2 separate regions of the Triticum aestivum genome follow, and region 2 is linked to region 1. A link is a contact called in public HiCAR-type data. All regions are on one chromosome and are shown on one strand. Each heading gives the region's core, a stretch centred on a gene start, on an enhancer-like site or on the middle of the called end of the contact. The rest is flanking DNA. Distances are from core to core; before and after follow the strand shown. Region 1 holds the start of LOC123138344 (lysine-specific histone demethylase 1 homolog 1). Region 2 holds the start of LOC123138347 (probable pectin methyltransferase QUA2).

Evidence for each region. HiCAR-type assays count read pairs that join an accessible place to other places.
Region 2: a contact with region 1 is called in a HiCAR-type map of leaf, with 10 times the contacts expected there. The contact joins the promoter of LOC123138347 here to the promoter of LOC123138344 in region 1. A contact is called at or near these places in 3 of 5 Hi-C or Micro-C datasets (all in leaf) and 1 of 1 datasets of contacts at active chromatin or transcription factors (leaf).

Annotation. Positions count from the first base shown.
Region 1 is chr6B:621,488,691-621,491,764 of IWGSC CS RefSeq v2.1, reverse strand. It overlaps LOC123138344 (lysine-specific histone demethylase 1 homolog 1), which reads right to left and starts at 1,810. Exons shown (of 1, transcript XM_044558309.1): 1 at 1-1,810. The coding sequence starts at 1,689. LOC123138346 (pterin-4-alpha-carbinolamine dehydratase 2, mitochondrial) reads left to right here and starts at 1,895. Exons shown (of 7, transcript XM_044558313.1): 1 at 1,895-2,125; 2 at 2,375-2,460; 3 at 2,546-2,669. The coding sequence starts at 2,020.
Region 2 is chr6B:621,663,276-621,666,124 of IWGSC CS RefSeq v2.1, reverse strand. LOC123138347 (probable pectin methyltransferase QUA2) reads right to left here and starts at 1,586. Exons shown (of 8, transcript XM_044558314.1): 1 at 611-1,586; 2 at 383-512. The coding sequence starts at 1,236.

The sequences.
Region 1 (3,074 bases), core at 561-3,060:
CAGGAAGAATTCACCTCGTTGACTAGAGTCCTCAGTCAAATGCCCAAACGTATCAATCCTACCATCCCAGAAGTCAAAAGGGAATAACATCACAACCTTATTAAGAAGCCCAAAACCCAATCTCTGAATGGCCTCTCGTTTCTGAACTGGCAGCTCCGGCACAAAATCGATGTCCCCCTTCTTAAGCACACCAAGGGGGACAGTGCAGAGCGCCATATCACCACGGAATGTTTGCTTATCAGTGTAGACCAACACACCATCACACCCATACTGTATCCTTCGCACATTCTGTCCATAGAATATCGGGACGCCGTCAGCAAGTGCTCGGACAAATTGGGAATTGCCACCAGGTATAAAGCAGTGGTCGCCACCCATTTCATATGGATCATCCTGGTCCCAGAAGGCCATGGAGAGATCAGCAAGAGGAGCGGCATTGGCATACTCCAGGTTGGCCAGATGCCAATCAAGAAGCATCCGTTCCTCTGGCTCAGCGGCAACACCATGCGCTGCCCGGAATGCCTCGAGTGCCATGCCAAGTGACACATCCACACCGTGTGGAACACTATCTGCGATAACCTGCCGCAGCTGGCAAACCTTGTCAAGAAGCTGGTTAAAGGCAGCCTCAACACGATCATCCATGCCAGGGTCGACTGGGCGGCCATCCGGAAGATACAGCGGGCACTTGTCCCGCACCTTGTGAAGTGGGAACCCAAGCTGCCGTGCTATGACACCAAGGGGGTTCCCATTGATACCAGTGAGCACACTGCCTCCCAGATCAGCAGAAGCAGCAATGTCAGGATAGTCTGCTGCAGAGGACCGCATTGTCTTAGTAAACACACGGCCACCTGGGCGGAGTCGGCCTTCGACAATGGCAACCTTGAAGCCAAGAGACATAAGGTGGCGTGCAGCGGCGAGGCCAGCAAAGCCAGCACCCACGATGAGGACAGAAGGGGGAGGATGGGAGGGAGGGGGGATTGGTGGTAGGGAGACAATGGAGGGGGCGAGGCCGAAATTGATGTAGGCATGGTCCGATAGGAAGGAGTGTGCAGCGGCGACGAGGGGCGCGTGCTCGGCGCGGATGGATGCGAGCGCGGCGTTGGACGCGACGGGGGAGAGGGGATTAGAGCGCCAGAGCGCGAGAATATGGTTGCGTACGACGAGGTAGTTGGCCTGGTCGGCGCCACCAATAAGTGGGATGACGGCGGCGGCGACCTCGTCCTCGGAGAGGGTATCCGCGGGGAATCCCGCCGCGAGCGCGATGGTGGCCTCGGAATCCAGCTCCCGCGCCAGGCGGAGGGAGGAGTTGGTCGGCGGGCGGCCGCGGCGGCGCGGGATGCCAGCGAGATGCGCCGCGGTGGCCCCCGACGAGGAGGAGGCGCGGAGGACGCGGACGCCGGCCGTGGGGATCATGCCGGGGAACTGCTTCTTGCGGCGGCGGCGCTTCCGCGCGACGGTGGAGTCGTCGACGGCCGCGGTGGTGGAGGGGGCGGACGGGGTCGGGGAGGACGTGGGCGCGTCCTCCTCCATGGGCTCCGCGGCGTCTCCCCCGGCCGCGCCGTCCTCCATGGGCTCCGCGGCGGCGGCCTGGTCCTCGTCCTGGTCCATGGGGACGAGAGCCAGATGCCCCGCGGCTTCGGGCGCGTCGGGCGGAGGCAAGGGCGGCGGCTGCGCCCCGTTGCCGTCCTCCATTGGGGTCTATGGGAAGGATGCGGCGAGCTTCCCTCGGCGACTAGATTTGGGAATTGGGAGGGTTCAGGGGTTGGTTTAGGGCCAGAACTGTGCGGGACGAAGGGAGAGTCGGGAGGGAAGAGGTGGCTTGGCCCTATGGAATGTTTTTCCGTAAAACGTCCATGAAAGCGTACTTTGCCTCTCTCCGTTTCCGTGCCTAGTAGACGCAACCGTTCCCTCATCTCTGAACATGTGTCTCAAAAAAAGAAAAAAGAAAAACTCTGAACATAGAAGCTTCACCTGGAGTCCCACTCCCACGGCACTGCGCCGCCGTCTCCCCGAAGCTCAGGGATGGAGGGGCGTACCCTACTCCTCGACCAGGCGGCACCCAGCGCGTCCGCCCCTACTGGCCGCTCCGCCTCGCAGGCGACGGGGGACGAGGCCGCGGCTAAAGTCGGTGAGCGCGCCGCCGCCGCCGCAGCCCCGTTCGTTTTCTAAATCTCTCTCGATCTAGGCCTCCTGGGCTCCTGGCTCCTGAACTGCACCCCCGTTCGTTTTTCTCCATTCCTGCTTACGAATTCGTGTCTCTCTTTGTTGTCATATTATCATTACTAGGCCATCCCCCGATGTGCGCTTCCGAGCTTGAGGCCACCGATCACTATGCAGTCCTGTAAAAAAAAGTATGCGTTTTTCTTTTTCTTTGCAGAATTATCAAAAAGGAGCTGTGTCTCATGCAATTCAAAGGATTTACAAGCCATGTCAGAAGATTCTGCTAAAACGTTGCTAGAGCAGGTTTTCTTCTCTGCTCATGCTTTGCTATAGTAAAAAAAAACCTTGATTAAGACCGGTTATGTTGACTGACCTCCCTTAAAAACAGGTGGCTGGCTGGGAGGTGAAAAATGAGGGCGACATTCTGAAATTGCACAGGGCATGGAAGGTGAAGAACTTTGCCAAAGGGCTTGAGTTCTTTCAGCTTGTTGCTGCTGTTGCGGAGGAAGAAGGTCTCCTTTCTTTTGCCCTGTCCTTCATATTCACATTGTCTCATTGTTCAGAATTCAGTTTTTTAAAAGTGCCCTGTTCTCACCGCATTGGAATTTAAGAATATCATTGGCACATACAGGCCACAGCAAGTCGATGTACTGCTTACTACTCCCTATGTATCAAAACACAAGACGCTTTTTGATACAAGGGGAGTATAAAAAACGTCTTATATTTTGATACGGATGGAGTATTATCAAAGAGGAGTCATTCACTTCCTGTCCTACAGTCCTAAATCCTCGCTGTAATATTTAACAATATCATTTGGCACATACAGACCGCAACAAGTAAATGCTGCTAACTATTATATGTTCAGTATGCCAGTATCTTCACTTCTTCACAATGATATTAATTGTATGTGTTGTTAA
Region 2 (2,849 bases), core at 337-2,836, 170 kb before region 1:
CTCAGAAAAAAAATTCAGTTGGTGCAATCATCTCAAAAGAACTGAAGAGGCATTTTTGTACTTGAGCTTGCTCCATGATTCCAGACTAAAAAGATTACAGTGAAAGTTATCTTATGAAACCTCTACTGATACCTAGGTACAATAAAATCAGATGGAAATTTTGGCAGGACTTGTCAGAATAATTAAGCAAGTTGACAGAGAACAGTAGCAATTGTGTCTTTTTAACAAAGTGAATTCAGTGATTTGCAAAGACAAAAATGTCGCTGGTTTAGTTCTACTAAACCAGAATGTCACTGGTTTATTTCTACTAGCTAGCCCCCGTCACCAGCTGTGACACTACAAACCATTATTAAAGACAAAGAGGAACTTGGTAACAGCTCACCCCAGCCTCATTGAAATTGAACTCGTTCCGCAGGCCAATCATCTCGGCAATCTGATGCGCGTAATCCTCCACGCCGTCAGACATATGTGCGTCCGACGGGAAAGAGATCTGGTCCTCCTCCACCATCATCCTACGAACAATCGGAGACAGGCAAATTCACAACCAATAGACGAAGCCACTAACTCAACATCTCCCAAATACAGTAGTAACAAATTGCGGCTCATTTACCTCTTGAACAGGCTCCCCGAGGAGAATTCATGGCCGCTAATCCGCACGTTGTCCTTCCAGATGAACTCCTTGCTGCTGGGCCAGCGCACGGGGGTGCGGTAGGCCCGCGGCGGCGCGACGAGGCAGGTGGCCCTGCCCTCCCGCGCGCACTGGCGCTCGTAGCTTATGACGACGCCGCCGCCCAGATCCGACACGTCCACGGCGTCCGAGCCGTTGTAGTAGCAGGGCACGTGGTTCTCGTACTCGGCCGCGCACACCTCCGCCTCCCGCGAGCGGAGCCCGCCGCCGGCGAGCACGCCTATGTCGAGCAGGTCGGTGACCAGCTGCTCCTGCAGGCGCCGGTAGCCGCGGTGCGCCGAGGCCGCGGCCATCGCCGCGGCGGCCCCGCGCCCGGCGTAGAGCGACCCGGCCCACGCCACCGACCCCACGAGCGCGGCCGCCGCGAGCACGAGGACCCCGATCCTCGCCGCCGCGGCCGCGAGGTGCCGCTTCCTCCCCCGCGCGGCGGTGGTGGCGCCAATGCCGTTCTCGCAGGGCTCCTTGGGGTCGTAGTGGCGGCCCTCGTCGGCGCAGCGGTCCTTCCCGCCGCCGCCCCCCGAGAACCCCCGGTACAGCGGCCGCGACATGGCTGCTGCTGCGGATCTCACTGCCCGAGCCCGCGCCGCATGGGACCACCGCCGACTCCCGCTCCCGCTCCCAATTCCGCAATGGCGCCGCACTCCACCACTCCCAGTCTCACTCCACCGCCTGCCACCCCTTCAATCAATCAGTCAGCCAATCAATGGCGCTCGCACGGCGAGTAAATGGGGCGAGAGATGGCGCAGCAGCGGCGGTACTACTACTACCAGCGAGCGTACCACGCCACCAGAGCAGCGTGTCCTCGGCTGTTCGGCGCCGGATCTCCCCTCCACGGAACGGGACTGGACTGCGCGCTCTCAATCCGTATCTTCTGTTACCACTACGTGTGTAACAGCCGGTTGCTCCGTCGATGACACTGGTATAAATAAAGGCGCGGTCCACGCCGCTGGTGCGTGACGGTGACGGGCGGGGCCGGGCCCGCCGTCGGTGGGAGAGCGGGGACGCGGGGTGGCGAGGCTGGTGGGGATGGAACTGAAAAATGAATGCGGAGCGGGCCCCGCGGAGGAGGAAGAGAGGAGATGTACCGGATGATGAATTTTTGTTTGACGTGTGTCCGTCCGGCGCCGCCCCGCCCCGGTCGACAGTCTCGTGATGCTACAGAATGTGAATTTTCTTCTATTTCTGCTGGATTTGCTGGGGTTTATTATAAGATTTGTAGCAGTACTCTGGGTCGAACAAGTTAGTGATGATCGTGCTGGTCATTAGATCCCAAATCAAGTACTGTTGTCGCCACATGTCGTGTGTAATCCCGGGGCCTGGGGTTTATATTTTAAAAAGATGGCGCCGGAGAGGAGGGGCCGAGGGAAACATGTGTGCGGCTACTCTGCATTGTTCTAACGTTTGTTCTTTGGTTGGAGAAATGTAAATATGAAGAGCTGTAAGATGCTCCTAACTCAATACTAAGCCCAACCGTTATTAGTCATGGATGATATTTCTTTGAAAAAATCTATCTATTCATCACCGCACGACAATCACAAACATTGAAGCGAGGCGGAGGCCACCGACGTCAACGCCTTTTTGTTCTTGGTACATTAGTCATATCAAACACACACCTCCACGTGCTCTTTAACGACGCTAGACGTGAGAGCTGTTAGTCATGGATGACTCAATGGCTAATATTACTGATGCGGCCTCTTTTTAAGTGCTACTTAATTGTTTTATCCATTTTATTTATTATTACAAATATTAATTGATTGTAATCAGAAATGTGACCTTTTAGGAGTATTTTTTATTTATGTTTTTGGGAAAAAGTAAGACATATCAAATATACATATTAAGTATGAAATTATGATATCATACATGTGTATATACCTGTAACAGCCTGATTTTTGGCCCTTTCTTTTTCTTTTGTTTTTCTGAGGTTTTTGCCTGAGTTTTTTTTCTGGCTTTGTGGTCTGGAAACTGAAGAAGATGACCTCTTCTTTCTTTCCAGAGTGGCTTGTCATACCCAAATCCTTTCCTAGACCTTGCCAATTTCATCCTAGCCCAAATTCCAATATTCTTTTTGTTGGGAATATTCATTTTTCATTAAAGGAATAATCTTATCTGCCCTAGGTTGTGAAGCAACCTATATTTCCCTCACTCCAAAAATTTCCAAATA